Linked DNA regions of Mus musculus: all the other regions are linked to region 1. A link is a contact called in public promoter capture Hi-C data. All regions are on one chromosome and are shown on one strand. Each heading gives the region's core, a stretch centred on a gene start, on an enhancer-like site or on the middle of the called end of the contact. The rest is flanking DNA. Distances are from core to core; before and after follow the strand shown.

The links. Promoter capture Hi-C pulls out the DNA fragments that hold promoters and counts their contacts.
Region 2: a contact with region 1 is called in a promoter capture Hi-C map of pre-B cells. The contact joins the promoter of Nsl1 here to the promoter of Kctd3 in region 1. A contact is called at or near these places in 2 of 39 promoter capture datasets (liver and pre-B cells).
Region 3: a promoter capture Hi-C map of pre-B cells shows a contact between it and region 1. The contact joins the promoter of A430105J06Rik here to the promoter of Kctd3 in region 1. A contact is called at or near these places in 8 of 39 promoter capture datasets (the 3T3-L1 cell line, the C10 cell line, the HPC-7 cell line and 5 more), 3 of 484 Hi-C or Micro-C datasets (CD4 T cells, the G1E-ER4 cell line and pre-B cells), 1 of 115 datasets of contacts at active chromatin or transcription factors (embryonic stem cells) and 3 of 9 other capture datasets (embryonic stem cells, liver and macrophages).
Region 4: a contact with region 1 is called in a promoter capture Hi-C map of pre-B cells, with 3 times the contacts expected there. The contact joins the promoter of A230020J21Rik here to the promoter of Kctd3 in region 1. A contact is called at or near these places in 2 of 39 promoter capture datasets (hippocampal neurons and pre-B cells) and 2 of 115 datasets of contacts at active chromatin or transcription factors (astrocytes and embryonic stem cells).

What each region holds. Positions count from the first base shown.
Region 1 is chr1:189,005,790-189,011,191 of GRCm38.p6, reverse strand. It overlaps Kctd3 (potassium channel tetramerisation domain containing 3), which reads left to right and starts at 3,352. Exons shown (of 18, transcript NM_172650.2): 1 at 3,352-3,662. The coding sequence starts at 3,580.
Region 2 is chr1:191,061,323-191,066,138 of GRCm38.p6, reverse strand. Nsl1 (NSL1, MIS12 kinetochore complex component) reads right to left here and starts at 3,118. Exons shown (of 6, transcript NM_198654.3): 1 at 2,867-3,118; 2 at 886-964. The coding sequence starts at 3,100. It overlaps Tatdn3 (TatD DNase domain containing 3), which reads left to right and starts at 3,229. Exons shown (of 10, transcript NM_001357166.1): 1 at 3,229-3,338. The coding sequence starts at 3,282.
Region 3 is chr1:186,745,611-186,751,224 of GRCm38.p6, reverse strand. It overlaps A430105J06Rik (a long non-coding RNA gene), which reads right to left and starts at 2,402. Exons shown (of 2, transcript XR_003948551.1): 1 at 1,401-2,402. Rrp15 (ribosomal RNA processing 15 homolog (S. cerevisiae)) reads left to right here and starts at 1,867. Exons shown (of 5, transcript NM_026041.2): 1 at 1,867-2,061. The coding sequence starts at 1,917.
Region 4 is chr1:191,023,916-191,028,815 of GRCm38.p6, reverse strand. A230020J21Rik (RIKEN cDNA A230020J21 gene) reads right to left here and starts at 3,465. Exons shown (of 2, transcript NR_027298.1): 1 at 2,247-3,465. It overlaps Flvcr1 (feline leukemia virus subgroup C cellular receptor 1), which reads left to right and starts at 2,626. Exons shown (of 10, transcript NM_001081259.1): 1 at 2,626-3,439. The coding sequence starts at 2,723.

The DNA of each region.
Region 1 (5,402 bases), core at 2,103-4,602:
TTGTAACTCTAGTTCTGCTGGCCTCTGTAGACACTAGCACTGTACACATATAGTGCACATATAACATGTAGCCAATTCACCCATACACATAAGATACAGCCCACAAATAGTGCAAATATATATGTAGGCAATACACCTATACACATAAGATAATGCACACATATGTGGACATATACACATGCAGGCAATGTGCTGACTTGTGCTGATTCGGCTGAGGTCTGGCTGTTCCTGCTAGGTTGTACCACCGCTGCTGCTATCATGGCATTACTGAACCAGATTGCTGATGTATCTGTGTTTGTGAGTAGATCAAGCTGCTGCTGCTGACCTGTGTGTGAACTGAACTGTTGATTTCCTAACAGCATAAATGGAATTTGCTCCAATGAACCATTTCTAAACAGGTCCACTTTCCTCATTTCCTAATAACCTTTCTTTCCCACTACCTCTGGTGGGTGGTGGGCCGGAAGGGAGGTTAAAACATTTAAGAACCATCGTTAAAAGTAGGCTTGGAAAATTAAAGCTTATAGACTGCTATTTATTTCCAGTAGGAGATTAACCCAAAATATGTCAATACCCTCATCTGATCCTTCCTTTCTGACAATTTCTGGCTCCGAGTAATGAAAGCTATCTCTCCATATGGATATTCCTTCCTATATTTCTTCAATTGAAGGCACTGTCCAGGCTGGTTTTATGTCAACTTGACACTAGTTACAGTGATCTGAGAGGAGGAACTCTCAACTGAAAAAACAAAACAAAACAAAACCAAACATGTCTCTATAAGGTCAGGCTTTAAGTAGTCCTACAGAGCATTTTCTTAATTAGTGATTGATGGGGTGAGGGGCAGCCCATTGTGGGTGGTACCACCCCTGGGCTGGTGGTCCTGAGTTCTGTGAGAAAGCAGGATGAGCAAGCCAGGAAGCAGAACTCCTCTGTGGCCTCTGCGTCAGCTCCTGCCTCCAGGTTCCTGTCCTGATTTCCTTCAGTGGTGAACTGTGCTATGGAAGTGTAACCCAAACAAGCCCTTTCCTCCCCAACTTGCTTTTGGTCATTGTGTTTCATCACAGCAAGAGAAACACAGACTACAAGAGGCAGCTTTCTTTTCCACGGGCTTTCTACCATGGGAAGGTGGATAAGCTACACACACACACACACACACACACACACACACACACACACATAAACACACATACACATATACACACACATACACACACACAAACACACATACACACACATACACACACACACACACACACACACACACATACACACACACACAAACACACATACACATATACACACACATATAAACACACAAACACACACACACACAAACACACACACACAAACACACACACATACACACACATACACACACACATATATACACACACACATATACACACACACAAACACACACACATATACACACACATACACACACACACACACTCGTATTCCTAGTAGCTTAGCCTGCCCTTCCATATCCACTCTAGAGCACTGTCCCTCTTCAGAAGCACAGCATTTATTTGGCTCGTTGTGAATTTCACACCTGGACACAGTGAAATCTGATCAGACCCATTCTCCCTTTTCTCTAGCCTGTGATGTAATTTTGACTAAGTTTTGGGGGTGATTATCACCCTCAACCTTCTATTTTTTGAAGAGAGTGGTAGAGTGTTCTTCATGGGTAAAGTTCTGGGTTCAATCCCCAGTACCTATCTCCAGTAAAGCATTAAAAAGCTCACAATGAACCAGAGTTGAGCTGTTTTCCATCTTATTACCATTAGCTAGGGGAAATAATCTCTCCCTCCCTCTCTCTCTCAAGATTTATTTATTTATTTTATGTATATGAGTACACTGTAGCTGTATAAATACTTGTGAGCCTTCATGTGGTTGCTGGGGATTAGATTTTTTAGGACCTCTGCTCGCTCCTGTCAGCCTAAAGATTTATTTATTATTATACCTAAGTACACTGCTGCAGTCTTCAGACCTGCCAGAAGAGGGTGTCAGATCTCATTATGGGTGGTTGTGAGCCACCATGTGATTACTGGGATTTGAACTCAGGACCTTCGTAAGAGTAGTCAGTGCTCTTACCCACTGAGCCATCTCACCAGCCCCAGAAATAATCTCTCTGTCTGTCTCTGTCTCTCTCTCCCCTCCTTCCCTCTCTTACCCTCACACTCTCCCTCTCTCCCTCCCTCCCTCCCTCCCACCTTCTTTTCCTCCCCTTTCTCTTTTTGAGACAGGGTCTCTGTATCTCAGGCTGACCTCAAATTCTATGTAGTTGAGGAGGCCTCTAGTCCCTTCCTTATTCTTTTTCCTTGGTTCCCCCTACCCCCACAGTGCTGAGGTTACAGGATAGCACATCTGGTGTGGCTGTCCTTTATAAAAATCAATTCTGGAGCCAGGCGGAGGCAGAGGTAGGCAGATTTCTGAGTTCGAGGCCAGCCTGGTCTACAAAGTGAGTTCCAGGACAGCCAGGGCTATACAGAGAAACCCTGTCTCAAAAAAAAAAAAAAAAAAAAAAATCATCAATTCTGGAGAAAGTGTATCATCTCAGTGGCATATTTGGCAGCAAAATTAAGCAATGTTTAATGAGGATAAGATGTTTTCTATCCTCTTATAGTTCATCAGTTTTAAATTTTATGAGAAAACTATTAGACATTTAATGCTTACAGTTTAGCTTGTTGAATTAGATATCTTTGAAATATAGTGTGCTGTCTCCATTAGCTGACCTACATCCCATTGCCATAGTACTCTTTAAAAGTATGATTTAGAGGTTGGACATTTAGGTCAGTGATGCCTAGCAAGCACAAGGCCTCATCATATTCCATCCCCAGGAGGACACACTCACACACACACACACACACACACACACACACACACACACACACACGAAATCGCTAAGGTTTGGTGCTCCAATGCATAATGCTGAGAGAGAGAGAAACAAAAATCAATCAGTAAAGAAAATAAAAGTGCGTGTATGTACAATCTAGAAACATGTTGCTGGATACCGCTCACTCCAGCAGGGTTTTTGCTTTCTCCTGCCCTGAGGAGTGGTGGCATGGAAACTATGCAGTTTGCAGGTAATGCGCTGTATGGTGTTCAATATCTTTTCATCGAGTGTACTTAGATCAGTCTGAATAACTGCGAAAGTTTCTTTTTTACCTAAATCTTGTGCTGGTGAAGAGGCAAGGGGCAAATCTTTCCTAGGCCATCGGTGGCAGAAGACCCTTCGTCCAGCCCCGCCCATCGCCAGGAGCTCCTCCCTCTCACCAGCCCCGCCCACTCCTTCTTCGTAAGCGTGAAGCGCCGGCGCTACAGCTTTTTGTCCCTCGCGGCGACCCGTCCTCCAGATGGTTGTGGCGGCCGCCATGGAGGCGAGTGGGCTCTGAGGAGAGGCCGGGCTGGGCCGGCGGCCTCCAGCCACGAGCGGCGGAGGCCACGAACACGTAGTGGGGGAGGCTGGAGCGAGCCGGGCCGCTGCGGGAGGCTCGGCGTTCCGAGTGTGCTCCGGCCGCCGAGCCGCCGCTCCTGGCTCCGGCTCCGGCTCCGGCCCTGGCTCCGGCTCCCGCCGCAGACATGGCGGGCGGGCATTGCGGCAGCTTCGCCGCGTCGGCGGCCAGCAGCGGGGAGATCGTGCAGCTGAATGTGGGGGGGACCAGGTGAGCCCGCGACCGCGCGGGAACAGTGGGTGGGACGCCCGCTGCTGTAGGAGTGGCATGTGCCAGCCTAGGTGGGATAGGTGTTACAGCCGGGGCGGCGTCTGCACGGCCAGGTGGGGTACCCTCGGCAGGGCAGGGTGGCATCTACCTGGTCAGGTCGGGTACCCACTGCAGGGCAGGGCGGCGTCTACCTGGTCAGGTCGGGTACCCTCCGCAGGGCAGGGTGGCATCTACCTGGTCAGGTCGGGTACCCACTGCAGGGTAGGGCGGCGTCTGCACGGCCAGGTGGGGGACCCGGAGACAGGTAGGTACAATTTTGCATGATCCAAGCAGCCCTATGCACTCTTCAGAGTCTGGTTCCAGGTCGAGTGTATAGACTGTTAAAACTCAGTCTTTATTCCCCCGGGTTCCTATGGTGTAAGTAAGGCCACAGGAACACAGTTGGCATGGTGGGCCTGCCTGACCAAGTGACTTGGGGCCTCTGGAGGGTTGAGGCATGCTGACACCGAGCTGTCAGCGTTGCAGCTGGTTGTCGTCTCCCGTGCTAGGGCTTGAGTTGTTGCATAGGAGCAACCGGTTGGACTGTTGAGTCTTTAGTCTCTATTAGACCTTCCACTCCCATTTTGTTGGAGTGGAAGTTTGTTGGCAAAACAAACAAACAAACCAAACAAGCAACAAAACCAAAAACCCATTTTTGTATTTGCCGTGACTTACACATGACTCTTCTCAGAAAAGGATATTGCCCCTACTAGTTGAGGGAAGCTTGGGTTTAAGGCATAGTAAGAATAGAGGGAGAGGGGGGTTCTAATGCGCAGGCTATTCTGTTGTCCTGGGAAGGCTAGTTTTCAATGTCTTAAGATTTTAAACGTGTAACACTTTTGTTATTTAAAAATACAAATTAACAGTTGTGAAACAATGGGCTCTCTGAGTGCTGGAGAACTTGGGGTGGTCTTCCTGCTTTGTCACCTTTTACCTCCAAAGCAAAGTTTTAACAGTTGGAGACCTTGCACCTCTAGTGCATTCCTTAAGTAGCAGGTCATATGCAAATGACTTCCGCTGCATTTTATACTTACTAGGTCCTGTGCAAATGACCTCATCTAGTGTAAATAGTGTGTCTTCCCTGCCCACCTACGATTACAGGAACCTATTGCAAGTGACCTGGTATGTGAAAGTGAAATAGTCCACAAAAGGCGTGGGCAGTGTTACTACAGAGAAGCAGAATGGTGCTCGTGGCAAACCTTAACCCTGGTTTCTCTGTGGATGGCTCACATATTTCCTTCCAGGCATTCAAGAGAATATAGCTTTATGACAAACAACTAAGTTATATTGTCACTTTAGAAAAGATTGGTCTGTCTTACTTGTATGTGTGAGTGCAGGTGGAGGCCAAAGAAAGGGTCCCTTAGAGCGGGGATTACAGGTGTGGTAAGTTTTGTTGAGAGCCACCTGACATGGATGCTGGGAACTGAATTCTGGTCCTTAGCAAGATCGGCAAGTGTTCTTAATCACGGAGCCATTTCTTCAGCCCTTACATTGTTGTTTATTGTGTATTGGAGATGGATGTGGCTGGCAAGATGGCTAGGCTGAAAACGGCACTTACCAACAGCAAGACTGGCCACCTGAGGCTCCTCCTTGGAAGCCACTTAAGACGAAAGGAGGACACTGACTCCACATGTGCACTTCGTTGTGCATCAAGAGTGAATAAGAAAGTAATAAGAAGAAAGAAAGTGGATGCCTTAAAGG
Region 2 (4,816 bases), core at 1,869-4,368, 2.1 Mb before region 1:
ATCCCACAAAGTCACACCACACAGCAAACCTCACACAATAGAAGAGATTTATTAAAAGGAAAAACATGCCGGGTAGTGGGGATGCACGCCTTTAATCCCAGCACTTGGGAGGCAGAAGTGGGCGAATTTCTGAGTTGGAGGCCAGTCTAGTCTACAGAGTGAGTTCCAGGACAGCCAGGGATATACGGAGAAGCCCTGTCTTGAAAAAAACAAACAAACAAAAAAGGAAAAGCACAGGAGGGAAGCAGTAAGGGACTGAGCAGGAAGCAGGGCTTACGAGGGGTTTCTTGTAGGGAGGAGGCATGAAGCTTTCTAGGGTGGCCTGTGATTGGTGGGATTATGTGGGGCATAATCTTGGGGGCAAGATCAGGGATTGGTGGGCTTTTTTTTTTCTGTAGGGTGGGGCCTGTCCATTCTCTGGTACCTCAAGGGGCTTACAACCATAACTAAGGCAACTCTTATAAAAGAAAGCATTTAACTGGGGGTTTGCTTACAGTTTCAAAAACTTAGTCCATTATCATCGTGGTGGGGAGCCTGGTGGCATGCATGCAAAGCATTGGAGTAGCAGAGAGCTACATCCAGACCCACAAGGGGAACAGGGGGGAAAGAGCAACAGAGTTCGACAGACAGTTAGACAGAGACAGAGAGACAGACTGAGACGGCATGGGACACCTCAAGGCCCACTCCAGTGACAGACACACTTCCTCCAACAAGGCCACACCTCCTCAAATAGTGCCACTCCCTGTTGTCTGTGAAGTCACTGAGATGGGCAGGGAGGCCATTCTTACTCAAACACCACAGAGAGACTGAGAACAGGTTTGGAAATTAGCATTCAAAATAAAAGCCTCAGAGATTAACCACAGAAGAAAGACTTAAATCACATACCCATTAAGCCATGCTCTTTAGCTTCCTCCCAGGCCTGTCCGTTAAAGCTGACGTTCTCCTGCACAGCCGACTCAAATGTCTACAATAAATCCAGCACAGCCAAGTCAGTAAAAGTGACTCTGACACAGAACTCAAACGCGTTAGTAAAAAATAATGGACTCTTGGTGAACTGGAATGGAAACAGTGGGAAAATTAACTCTTAGGAGAGGGGCTAAATACCCATGGCGCATGGTAGAGACTGCACTGGCTCTATCTATAACACCGTCACTACGGCCAGATAAGTGACAAACAACAGAGAGTGGCAGCCTCTAGAGAAGTGCAGGGCTATGCAACAGTAAGTTGTCCCCAGGAAGGGTTCAGGATGGATGGGGAAGTCAAGGAGGACTTAAAATACGAGATTGTTTGAAACTGTTGTCAATGGGCACGCCTTCTGTACCACTTCTATAATTAAGAAGTAAGCATAAATAATGACTGATAATTATGAGCTAGAGTATGTATTCTATACTAGTATCTTATAAAAAGGGCTGTGATATAGCTCAGTGGACAACACTTTGCTAGCAAGAGCAAGGAAGGCTCTGCTTTCAATTCTTAGCACTAAAGGGAAAAAAAAACCTATTTTATAGGATAAGATTCTTACTATATTAAACTCTTGAGGACATTTAGAAAACAAATTGTCTTTGAAATACTCATTGCTGTTTCATCTATCATTTAAGAATGTCACTGTGTTTCTCAGTCTTTCCTAGATGTTTATCAACAAACCTTCTCTACTTCTGATTCTCTTTAAGATCTCATTCAACAAGCTATTAGAGGTGAAGTCACATTTGTCTATTCCTACATGTAAATGTTCTCATTATCTTAGCATTTTTCTATAATCAGATAAACCCTCTTAGTTACAGTCATCTCCCAAGATAACTATTAAAAACATTAAGTGCCGTTTCTCTCCTTGCCTTACTTCTAAGGAGAGAATAACACAGGAGCTACTATTCCCAAAACTGGGGTATAAAACTACAATCCAAGGAAGGTTTCTTCATTATTCTTTCCCTTAACCACTGTTGTTTTAGTTTTTGATGCTGACAACCTCTATATTTACTCTGCACTCTTGTCATTGGTCATGAATGTGCTGTTACAAGCTTGAAACTTTCCCCTACATATAGGCTGTTTATCTGCTTGAGTTAGCAGTCCTTCGATCTCTAGTGTCTTTTCCCAGAAACCATCATATTCAGGGGTACACAAAATATAGGAGAAATAAGTGTGTTCTAAGGGTTTATGGGTGCCGGGGGAGCAACAGGATGCACAGGTTCTACGTAGCCCTGGCTTGTCTGGAACTCACGGCGTGGACCAGACTAGTCTCGAACTCACAGAGATTTGCATGCCCCTGCCTTCCGAGTACTTGGCATACACTGTCATGACCAGCTCAACTAGAACTTGGTAAAATTTAACACCAAGACAGCTTCTTCATCTATTTTCAACTTAAAAAGAAAATGTTTTCTCCCCGAATCCACACGATGTTATAAAAACAAACAAAAACAATAACAATGACCAAAAACCTAGCCAGATGACTGACTTCAAGGATTATCATTTCCTGGAGAATTCCTCATACCAACCAGCAAAGTTGCGCTGGCCCACAGGAGAGCGACTTTGTCTTTACTGCGCACTTAACTACCAAAAGAAATGTTTTGTAAAACACAAGATTTGAAAGCTTGCTATGAAAGCAAAATGTGATGCCTTGTTTATACGTATAGCGCTGTACATGTTCAAGAATATGGGTACACTTAATACCGCCTGCTTCTTAAGATTACATACGTGTTCGCCCTGTATGTTCCTGACAGGAAGCAGCACCCAGGCGGCACTAGCATCTAGTTGCCTTCCCTGGCATTTCCCAAGCCAGTCTTGGGCATCGTTCCATCTGCGAAGGCCTGACATGGGCCCCGAGCCAGAGCCAGGATGCGCTGGGTGAGGACCGGGAAAGAGGGGTCCGTACCCACTGTGCGTCCCGCAGCGCGAGCTCGCGGACGTCCTCCGGCAGCACGGCCCCGAGCTCCTGCACGAAGCGACCGCACATCTCCATCACTTCCATCACCGCCCTCTTCAAGGTGCAGCGCACTCGGAAGTCCTCTAGGGGAGAGTCTGCTGCCGTGGCCTGAGGGTCTGAGGCGGCCTGGGCATCGTGGTCCTGCGGGGCGGAGACGAGCACTGTTTCAGAGACAGCCGCCATCTTCCCGGTTTAAACTAAGGCGGGAATCGCTGAGACCGGAAGGATGCTTCCCTCCCTGGAACGCTCCTGCACGCGTCCGACTGGAAACCCGATCCGCCGCCGCCGCAAGGTTCCGCCTCGGGTTCCGCGGCCCCAGAGTTCCGCCGCCTGGCTTGCAGTCGAGAAGCCTGCAGGAGTAGCTATGGGTTTGGGGTTAGTGGACTGTCACTGCCATCTCTCCGCCTCGGACTTTGACAACGTATGTGAGGGGGACTTGGGGCTTGCGGGAGTCGGGAGGGCCGTGTCTCCTTTCCCGCAAGTTTTTCTCCCCCAAATCCTCAGACCGTACCTAGTCTATGGCGACCCTTTCGAACCAGCGTCCTGGAACTGACATTCCTCATCTTACACGGCGGTTAACTATTTCTATGAAGCTTTAGTTTGTCGTCTCAACACCCCTTTCTCCTACCACTCTTGAGGTGTGCTGATCCATCCAAGCCCTTAGCAGAGGTTCTAGTTCTGGCCCGGCAGAGGGACAAACAAAAATAATAACACTTGATGGAGTGAATGTGTAGGGATGGAAATAGGTTTTACCGGCTACATTGGGGAAAGTGAAGAGGAAGGAGAAGTAGGTGCCTTTTTCTTAGGAGGTGACGCTTAGGGTGTGAGTGTATGGTAGTGATGAACACCGGCAGGTTGTAGACCTCCCATACATTATAGAATTTGATCTGTTTTAGTTAACCAGCAGCTGGAAACACTTAATAAAGGAGAAATTTCCAGGAGCTGGGAAGGGTAGGTCAAGGTCAGTAAGACATTTGGATTGCATTAGATGCACAGTCTTAACCCTTAAAAGTTTAAAAACAAACCCATTTTAAATATATATAGAGAGCGAATATTCTGAAGACAAATTTGCTGCTGAGTGGCAAAAAGGTGGAGGAGAGAAAGTGAGAGCATTTAGGAAACGTCTCAGTTTACAGACAAGAGCTGGTAGAAGCCAGTACAGTGAGAATATCATGAGAATACCATGTACTCAACAAATTTTAGGAATAACACCAACAGTACATGCATGCCTTGGATAAGAACAGCAAGGGGAGGAAGAAATCGAGCATGACTTAGATTTCAGTTTGTGCTTCCTGTAAGGAAGATGGTGATGGCCTTTGCTGAGACGAGAAAAGGTTTGGGATCAGAGTGGGCAGGTGGGCAGCTGGAAATCCTAGTGGGGGGATATTGGTTAAGTCTGATCTCATCCAAGTGGAAAGATTAGAATACATAATCATTTCAAATGTGAGTCGTGGGTCTTGGAGAGAGTAAAAACTCTGTAAGTTGGAGATTCAGCATGGTATCAAAAACCACGAGAAGGGGAGGATATAGCTTAGTGATAGAGATCTTACATAGTGTGGTCGAGGATGTTAAACAAACAAAGGAAAAAGGCAGAATCCCTTAAGGCAAGTGGAAAGAGAACAGAAGAGCTTGAAGTCACAAAAAGGACAGAGAATCAGTCAAGGAGACTGAAGAGTTACCTACCACTAGGCTGTGAAAGCAAATCATGAGGGAAATGTCCAGAAGCCTCTGAGGGACAGAGTGAGAGAGGACAGGAAAGCTCTGTGTGTTTGGCAACAGAGATCTCTGTTTTGATATAGTGTGCATCATGGACTGTGAGAGTAAGGAGGAGGGTGACTTCATTTTCTGCCACTCTGTTCCTTGCTAACAATGTTGTCCTTAATGGTGCCTCTGCTGCCT
Region 3 (5,614 bases), core at 1,153-3,652, 2.3 Mb after region 1:
GCTGGGCAGTGGTGGCGCATGCCTTTAATCCTAGCACTCAGGAGGCAGAGGCAGGCGGATTTCTCAGTTTGAGGCCAGCCTGGTCTACAGAGTAAGTTCCAGGACGGTGAGGGCTACACAGAGAAACCCTGTCTCAAACCCCTGCCTCCCCCCCCCCCCCAAAAAAAAGTCTTTATTAGCTGCCCAGCAACTGGACTGGGATTTTAGGATCTCACCGTACCAGTGAGCCTTTCTGAGGGCGAGCCTTTAAGCACAACCCTATGCTCTGAGTTGATATACTTCAGTTATTAAGAGCAGTTAGCCAGAAATGGAACTGTAGAAGCTAAAAGGAAGGTTAGTACATTTTGAGACTTTCTCAGAACTGTATGGACTTTGATGGATTAGGTCTTTGTTTTTGTTTTGACAGGTGGTACTGTCTACATTTCTTACAGCTTGAATGGTGCTTCCATCATGGAGTCAGTTAGGCTAAGGTCTGGGGCCCTGTTACAGTGCTAAATATGTGACCAAAGCGAAGTAGCCTCAGGGCCAGCCAGCACAGCGTTCTAATTAAAGCACTGTACTGCTATAGAGGTGAGAAGACCCAGGAAGTAGCAATACCTGGGAAACTCATTTATGTGGACTGGAATTGTTCTTTTCAGAGACTTACGCTGGCATCTGATCGTCTCTTAAACCATACTTACAAAGCTGTATTTCCTGTGCCATTAAAAAAAATGTTTTCTTGTTTTTAGGATGTATATATATATATATATATATATATATATATATATACATACATACATAGACACCAATTGAAATCAATCAACATGAGGATTCACATTTTCTGTTGCTTTTCTTTCTTTTCTTATATTTTTATTTTTTTCGAGACAGGATTTCTCTGTGTAGCCCTGGCTGTCCTGGAACTCACTCTGTAGACCAGGCTGGCCTTCAACTCAGAAATCTGCCTGCCTCTGCCTCCCCAGTGCTGGGATTAAAGGTGTGCACCACCACGCCCAGCTTTTCTTTTTCTTTTAAGACAAATCTGGAGTACTAAAAACCAATATATAAAGAATGAAAACCTACTGGTTCGCTATAGACGGCTGCTGGGACGTATTTCAGGAGACCAGATCCTTTAATAACACTGGTGGGCTTTGGGGTGGGGGCTGGAATATGGTGGGGAATCCAAGAGCAAGTCACAAAACCAAGGGGATTCCTTACATTTGTAGTCCTTCGAAGGAAGGGTGGAGTCTGAGTTTAGCAGATTAGTGAAGGAACTAGGTAGGATTTAAAGGTTTAATTTAGGAGGGTAATCCTATTGTCGCCCTCACCCCCAAACCCCACCTTGGGACTAACTGCAAGGCTGCTTTAGTTTAGGGCAGGTGCTAGGGAGGATTTAGGACATGGCTCATTCCACCGCCCCTTACCCGGGCAGCCTCTCAGATCTATCAAAATCCAGAAACGTCCATTCAAAAACACCGTGCTTGGTCCTTAGGGGAAAAACAACAACAACAACAACAACAACAACAACAGAACAATAGCCAACAACAACAACAACAACAACAACAACAGAACAAAAGCCAAACCAGCACAAGAACATGTTAAGAGTTGAGCTTGCTTTCTGATTCCGTAGCTGTTCCCTTGTTATCCATTCCTTCTCGGAGAGTCTCGATTCAGTGGGTTCGGAATGCGGTTTCTAACTCGGAACCCAGCTTCTGGGGGAGGGAAAGGAGAGCAGTCAGCAGCAGCCGCCCAGAAGGGGCCGGGGTGAGGCCAGGAACCGACTCTGCCGGAGAAAACCGGTAGGTCGTGTCCTCTCTCCGTCCCTACCCGAGGCTCCCACAGCGGAACTTCAGGCGGGACAACTGTTCCGGAACTAGAGGAGGAAGTTCCGTGTGTTGCAACACGACGGAATTATCAGGTGGCACTTCCGGCGAGCCAAGATGGCTGCGGCCGTTCAGGACTCACGTGTGAGCCCAGGGGAGATACTGAAGCGTTCTCCGAAGAAGAAGAAAAAGATGAAGATGGTAGCCAAGGCTGCAGCGTCGAAGCTAGAAGATGAGGTCAAAGACTCTTCTGATGGAGAAGGTAATGTGGCCTGGCGGAGCTTCGGCGGCTGAGCTTCCTTCCCATGGCTAGGGTTGCGTTTCCTTGCCGTTGAGTGTGTGGGGCGAGTGAGGTTGGGCGAGGAGCCCTGCTGTTCCGAGGCTCCTCGCTGTCACGGTTAATTTTGTGTTTCCACTCAGTCAGCTGTTACTGAGATGGGCGAAACTGCCGGTGCCAATCAGAAACTTAACAGTAAAGGAAGAGATAATGACAGGCAGTACACAAATTAAGAGCAGAGCAAAAGATGGGCAGGCGATAACCCCAGGCCTTTTGCAGGTCCTGTACCCGCTTAGAAGTGGAGTAAAAACACGGTTAGTTGTCGCAGATCAAAACATAGGCTAAGTGTTTGGGCACAGAAGAACCAAAGCTGGTATTGAGAACCTTGCAAAATGTTCGCATCTTTGGGAGGATTTGACTCTTTTTACTTACAGCCAGTCAGTTTGTTAGCAGATCATAGAAACGGCTGTAAGAGCAATGTTGCGAGCTTCTATTTGGAACCCCTAGCAAAGTGAAAGGAAGGGTCGCGATTGAAATAATGGGTGGGATAGGCTCAGGGAGCCAGCAGCAAGAGGCCACAAGAGAGAAGAAATACTGTTACTGTGCAGGGGGGATTGTGAGCCTTTGGGAGTTAGAAAAGAGAGAGTTAAAGAAATGGTAAAGGAGAGATACTGAAGTAACGTTTGATACAGTTTCAGAATGAAAGGTAGGTGAGTCTCCGGAGGTCTCCCCATTGTGTGGCTGGGGTTGGCTGCTACTTTTAAACATACTTCTTGGCAGGAGCTTCTTAGGAAGCTCAGGCATTTGGCTCCCACACTCCTTTACTGCTTCGGTGTGGCTAATGCTTTCAGTTAACCGCGAATGTGGCTTCAGTTACTACGGGAAGCCACTAGTTCATGAGTAACATTCAGAATTTTTAACTTGCTTTTAACTTGCATGATAGGTCTGGTCACTTGCTGCTCTGCTGTTTTCTGTTCATGTTGGCTGCTCATTCTGGAGGTCTCTGCCTTTTGCCTGCAGTATTCCTGAAACACCTGTATGTCACCTACATTTTCATTGACTTCAGTCTCTGGTCCAGTACTTGTCAAAGAGATTTTCCCTTATTTTTCTAATGCAGCCTTTTCTGTCACTCTCACTTGAGGCTTGATGCTTTGCTTTCTTTAGACGCTTTTATTATTATTATTACTTTATTTATTTTTAAGTTGTATGTATGTGCGCTGGGCGTGAGAGGAGATTGAATGGCTGCTGAGGAAGAAACTGTTCCTGTGGAAGAGCAATGCATGCACATGTTCTCCAGCCCCACTCTGCTCACTTTAAAAGCACCACGTTTTAAATCTTGTGAAGCGTTTGTGCTGTTTGAAAGTTCCCTAAGTGTGCAGACACTTGAACCTCAGTTCCTAGATCAACAACTGTCACTCAGGGGTCCATAAGTTAACGAATGAGTGCACTTGGACTTCAAGACCAAGAAGCAGCTGACTAAGCTTTTGAGGTCCTCAGCCCTCACCAGAGGGGTTAAAAAAACAACCTGTTGGGCAGGAATTAGAAGCTCTGGTCCTGGTGGTGTTTTTACTGCATTGGTTTATTTGCTGTGTACCCACATGTGGAGGTCTGAGGACTTATAGGAGTTTGGCAGCAGGTGCCATTACCTGCTCAGCCATTTTATCTCCTATGGTACAGTTTTGAATTGAATAATTGTAAGCATTACTGTCTAAGAAAAAAAAAACACTATTACATTTAAGTAAGACATCAACACTGCTTTCGGATTTGGGTGGAAATTGGATTTCTTTTCTCAATATTAGATAATTGCGAGGGAAAATGTTCTTTTCAGCACAAATACTGACTAGGTGTCTAAAGTTTTCTTCAGCTTTAGATCATATGTTAAGGAGGCTTTTGAATAATATAGAAACATATAATGAATATAATGAAAACATATAATATAGAAACATCCAATGAATGTTTGCACTCTATTATGTTACAGTAACCCTCTAGGCAGTGACTTAGAGTTACAGTTACAAGAGGATGTGAACACAAGAAATGGTCAGGATGGAGTGTGTCTGGGTGAGGGCATGTGCGGGAAGTATTTATATTGTTCAAAACTAATGATACCACCCACATATGTGACCTTGCAAATAGAGAATCCACAGTTATGAGGTCAAATGTATCCTCTTGTGAACCACTAACAGCCTGTCTGCAGCTTCTGTGATGATCACCACCTACTTTTCAGGATCAGGTCTTGTTGGTCCCTAAGTGACTAGGGCTCAGCTTGGAGCTGTTCTTTTGGCTGCAGAAACGGGCTCTTCTAGCTACATTTACTAAGCCAACTCTTTTGTTGCTGTTTTTTTTTAAAGCTTTTCTTCTTAATCTAGAACCACATTCAATGGAGTTGTTGTGTCTCTAATATTAGAGTCTTTAAAAGTTGTAAATTGCATTGTTTATTTATTGGGGGGGGGGGGACAGACGTGCTACATCAGCACCTGCACACGCGGAGGTCAAAGGACAGCCTGTAGGAGGAGTAGGGTCTCTGTTATTGCTGAGGAGGATTGAACTCAGGTCCTCACTAGGCTTGTGGCAAGGGCATTGACTTGTTGAGCCATTTAGCTGGCTCTATGTCTTTTTTAGTATTTGTATTTATGTGCACGTGGGTCTGTGCCAGAGGCGTTATATAATTACATCCCCTGGAGTCTGCCTTACACATGCTTATGAGTTTCCTGACGCAGTGCTGGGAACTGAACTCAGGTCCTCTGAAGAGCCCCAAATGTGCTTACTCACCCCCAACAAACAAACAAACAAAACAAACCGCAAAGTGAACTTTTCTGTGTGTGAGAGACCGCATAGATGCCAGGTAAGAGCTCCGCCATTGAGCTCCGTGCTCCGCATCCTGCTTTCCAGCATTCACACCGTCTGTGGCAGTGATAACAGTGAAGGGGCCTCCATGTTGTAAGTTTGGTAGGACAGGGCTTTGGTTAATGCACATTCTTGGGTGTTCCTCGGAATTTGATATCCTAGGAGATGATTGTTTTCCTCTGGTGAATTCAGAGTCTCTCTGGAAAGGTGACCATGGATTATAGAACTGTTGCTCAGTTTTCACTCGAGGAGTGGTGTGCCTCCTACCAGCTTGTTGTGCTGGCCCATCTCTCAGGAATCTGCACCAGAGACGTGGTTGATGGTCAACTGGGCATCACAGTGATGAAGGGAAGGCCTCACTGAGACTTCAAGCAACGTCCTTAAGTAGGATGACAGTCGCCTCACAGGAAGCACGCGTTTGGCTTACGCGCCTTGAGATGGATGCACTTTTCATGTTCTGGGTTTGATTTCTTTTGACCTCTTGTACAAGAATGAAAGTCATGGTTTTATGAAATATTGCACAAACTCCCAGATCTCTGAGACTGAGGAATTAGAGTTTGATAGCAGCAGTATCAGAATTTAGCATAGAGCTTGATGCATGTAATCCTAGTAGACTTTTATTCATCAGGTACGTTGGAAAGATCTCTATTCCTTCACTGATGGACTCCTAGGCTGATGCCAGGTCTGGCCTGAG
Region 4 (4,900 bases), core at 2,216-4,715, 2.0 Mb before region 1:
AGGATCTCTGTGAGTTTGGGGCTAGCCTGATCCTTATGGGGAATTTCAGGATAGTCAGGGCTACGTAGAGGGACCCTGTCTGGGGGAAAATAAAACAAAATAAAAATACATAATATGGGGCTGGAGAGATGGCTCAGAGGTTAGGAGCACTGATTGCTCTTCCAGAGGTCCTGAGTTCAATTCCCAGCAACCACATGGTGGCTCACACCATCTGTAATGACATCCAATGCCCTCTTCTGGTGTCTCTGAAGAGAGTAACAGTGTACTCATATAAAATAAATAAATCTTTAAAAAATACATAATATAATATATACAACATATCACACACATATATATTTAATATGTCATGTATATATATATATATCACCCACATAGCCCCTCCTTAGTTATGATGTCCTTTTCCTCTCCCACAGACTCCCTAGGTAATAAATAGACTTTGTGTATGGTTACAGTGTTATAAACAGAACTCTGTCATGTGCAAGAAGGGCACATGAGAAGGAGAGCAAGAGTAACATAAACATCTGCAGGGAAAATCAGAGCTGATCGACCATTCCAGAAACCTCGGGAGTTGTTGTCAACCAACTCTTCTTGTTAACAAAAGAGAGGACAAATGCCCTTTAAGCACAAGGAGCCTAAACAAACAAGAACCCCTGATTCCATGCAGGGAAGAGGTTATCTGTCAGATCTGGTAAGAGATGATCTCCAATTCTCACCAGATTATAGGGAAATAATATCTACTATATTTTTCCAGTTTGGGACTTTTGAAAGGGAGTCAATTTGCAAGTAATCTAAATGACTGGGCAAGGACAGAAAGGTACCCAACATTCGACCCCTGGCTCCCCTTTCTGAACATTTGTGTTTTTAAAACAGTTTGGGCTGGAGATGTAGCTCAGGCGGCAGAGTGGCTCTCTGGTATGCAAGAAGTCTTGGGTTTGCCTTCAACACTGCCTAACACTGAACCTGATGGCACATGCCTGCAATCTCAGTACTTGGGAGGCTGAGGCAGGAGGAGCAGGAGTTCAAGGTTATTCTCTGCTCCATAGTGAGCTCCTTAGTTTAAGGCCAGTCTAGGTTATTTGAGATTCCATATGGAAAACAAAACAAAAATAAGTAAAAGAAAAACAAGTAAACAAAAGTCTCCAATGCAATCCTGTTTTGTTGGCCAGGCTGCCAGGTTCCCTTTAAATCTGTGGGCCTGGATGATTCTTCTGCCTTCGCCTCCAAATAACTGGGACTACAGGCGTGTGCTCAGCTTGAGCATGTTTGTTTGTTTATTTGTTTGTTTAGGAGCCTTCACAGGCTCCACAGTCCATGAGACCATTAACATCTCTGAATACTTAAGATAAATTTTGTTGAGCATTAAAAACACAATTCATATTTTTATAAATTCACAAAATAAACGTTTTGAGCGCAGATTAAGTCCATTGGGTTCCTCATTTAGTTTTTTTTTTTTTTTCAGAGACTCAATAATCTAATTCAGTTACTCAATAATCTAAAACAACCTCCAAAGGAACATCTACAAAGCCGTGCTGGGAAGAACTTACAGGGTTTCCCTTCTTTTCTTAACATAGTGTGTTTGTTGGGGAGGGCACCTGTGTGATGGTCAGAGAACAACTCTGCGGGTGCTGAAGAACTGAACTCAGGTTTGCCGGGTTGTCAGAAAGAGACGTTACCCCCTGAACAGTCTCGCTCTATACGAGCCTCACTTTTCCTAAAGAAATGAATTAATTTACAAAATACTTTGTGGAGCTATTCACAGCATGGGGAACTCCCCAGCGGCTGTATCACCATAGACAATGCCTTGTCCCTCTGCACCCTCAAACTGTTAATAGTTCTCCTATCTCCCCATGACTAAAGGTTTATGGGCTTGGTCTTCTGCAGGTCCCCTGCAGCCACTGTGAGCTCATTAGCGCCAGAGTCATTCCAACACTCAGGAAGCAGAGATAGGTGGATTTCCATGAATTCGGGTCAACCTGCCTACAGAGTCCCGGGTGACACCCTGTCTAAAAAGGAGGATCAGAGGGAGAGAGAGTGAGTAAATCTTAAGTCCTGGCACCCCGTGTTTGCACGCACAGCTTCCCAAAGGGTAGCAGGCTGACTTTGTCTAAGGCCCAGTAGGACCCTGATGCTTCCGGAGCTCTGCCCTCATCCGGTCCCGGGATGTGCAAGTACACGGTTAGCTTATGCACAGACTTTGGTTACTGGTGGGGTACAGGAGGCAGGCAGGGGCTGCACCTGTCCATTACCTCCTTCAGTCCTCTGCGTGGATGGAGCCGCTCAGCTCAATCAACGCAAAGGCCTGCTTCTGAGGAAGCCTCTTTCTTTGGGCGGACGGAAATGCTTTCTGGCGCTCTCCTTCCAAGATAACCTGAGGCTAAACGCTGCGGAGCGAGCGCAGAGAAAGGCCTGGCAGCTCCAGCAAACCACAGCGTAGAGAACGCCTGCCTTGGGCTCCTCTTACATCTTCACAAGCTTGACCCCGCCCCTCTTCTCGGCAACTCCCCGATTGGTTTTCTGGACTTCCGAAACGCTCAATGATTGGATGGAGGGTCGCACTACGCGATACGAGATGCCCTGGGGGCGGGGACTGCCGGCAAGAGCCAGGCGCGGTGAGCTCTGCTTCACTTAGTCAGCAAGCGGCGCAGGCGAGCGCGCTGAACCGGGTGGGACCTAGGAGCCGGCGAGGAGCACTAAGGGGCGGCGGGGCGGGGAGCCGGGAGGCATGGCGCGGCCCGATGACGAGGTGGGGCCGGCCGTGGCGCCCGGGCACCCGCTGGGGAAGGGATACCTTCCAGTGCCCAAGGGCGCCCCGGACGGGGAGGCGCGCTTGGTACCGCAAAACGGGCCTGAGGCGCTGAACGGAGGCCCCGGGCTCGGCCCGCTGATCGCGGGAGCCCAGGGCGGGCCGCAAGCCCTGATAGCGGCGGAGGAGGAGACCCAGGCCCGGCTGTTGCCCGCGGGCGACGGGGAGGACGTCCCATGCCCCGCGTGTCCCCCGCGCACAGCGCTGTCGCCGAGGCGCTTCGTGGTGCTGCTCATCTTCAGCCTTTACTCGCTGGTGAACGCCTTCCAGTGGATCCAGTACAGCAGCATCAGCAACGTGTTCGAGGACTTCTACGAGGTGTCGCCGCTGCACATCAACTGGCTGTCCATGGTGTACATGGTGGCCTACGTGCCCCTCATCTTCCCGGCCACCTGGCTGCTGGACACGCGAGGCCTGCGGCTCACGGCGCTGCTGGGCTCCGGCCTCAACTGCCTGGGAGCCTGGGTCAAGTGCGGCAGCGTGCAGCGGCACCTCTTCTGGGTCACCATGCTGGGGCAGATCCTGTGCTCCGTGGCCCAGGTCTTCATCCTGGGCTTGCCCTCCCCCGTCGCCTCGGTATGGTTTGGACCCAAGGAGGTGTCGACGGCTTGTGCCACAGCAGTGCTGGGCAATCAGGTAAAGACTGGAACGTCTAGATAACTGGGATCCTTTCAGGCTGGTAGGAAGTCATAGGCCGGGCTGGGGCAACGGTCTGTGGGTAAAGTGCATACTATAGAAGCGTGAAGACTGGGCTCCAGCACCACGAGAAAAGCCTGGCACGGTGGCTCCAGGGTGTATTCCCAGCCAGCACTGACAGGTGAGGAGGACAGCTCCTGAGAAAGGACACCGAGGTTGCCCTCTGGCCTACACACAGGCGCACACACGGGCACGCTTGGAAACTGGCGGTAAAAGAGATCTCAGGTGTTTTTGTCGCCACTGCAGAAGAAAGGTCTTGAGATCTGGAAAGTTTGTTTCCATGTTAAATGTCCTTGGAACAGCCCTGATTTAATTGTATTAGTATTAGTAGTCAGCCCAGCTTGGCACCTACTGGTCACGTATAAGTGAATGTTCAATAAATGCTCCGGTGATAAAGACTTGGCAGTATTACTGAGTCCAGCTATTAGTTCTTAACCGTGAGACAGTGGAAGGCAAATCACTGATCAAGAATGGTTAGTGGGATAAGTCAAGGCTTCCTTAAGAAATGATCTTGTTTTTTTCTACCATCATAAATTCAAATGCCACTAGAATAACAGAAATAATAGTAGGTAAAAGGTTTTTGTATGTGATTTATTTATTTAAAACGGTCTCTTCCACTGTGTAGGGCAGGCTGGTCTGGAAATCACAGTGTCCCCCTGGCTGGCCTCAAACTTGACAATCTTGCTTCAGGCTCCCAAACACCACCATGAGTCACCACAATATTATGTTTGCATTTGTTAATTTTAGGCTTGTTATTGTAACTTAAAATTTTGCTAGAGGGCACTTGTGACACCTGATGTTTTTGTCACCACTGTAAATGTCACATTTTAAAAGATGCTTAGTATTCATTCAGTTGAAGGAAATCTAGTTTAAAAAAAAAATCTATAATCCTTTCTATACATATATTGTTACCTGCCGCCATGTAACTAGAAAATGTTACTTTCTTACTTCAAGTCTCACTTGGGTCAAGATCATGGTTTAAAATACCCCAAGAGACTAAATATGTGTGCCTATTTTATTAGTTACTTTCTTTTTCTAAGTCACTTAATTGCTATGTATCAAAAACAATTTATTACTGATACATTGATTGGTTGTTTCTTTTTTTTTTTTTAAGATTTATTTATTATTATATGTAAGTACACTGTAGCTGTCTTCAGACACACCAGAAGAGGGAGTCAGATCTTGTTACGGATGGTTATGAGCCACCATGTGGTTGCTGGGATTTGAACTCTGGACCTTCGGAAGAGCAGTCGGGTGCTCTTACCCACTGAGCCATCTCACCAGCCCCCGGTTGTTTCTTTATGTTTAGATAGCAGATGTTTTTTAAAAGGTATTTTTTTGGTTCTGAATTGTTTTCGAGGTAAATGCTTCATTAAGCATAACAAAAATATCAACTCCATA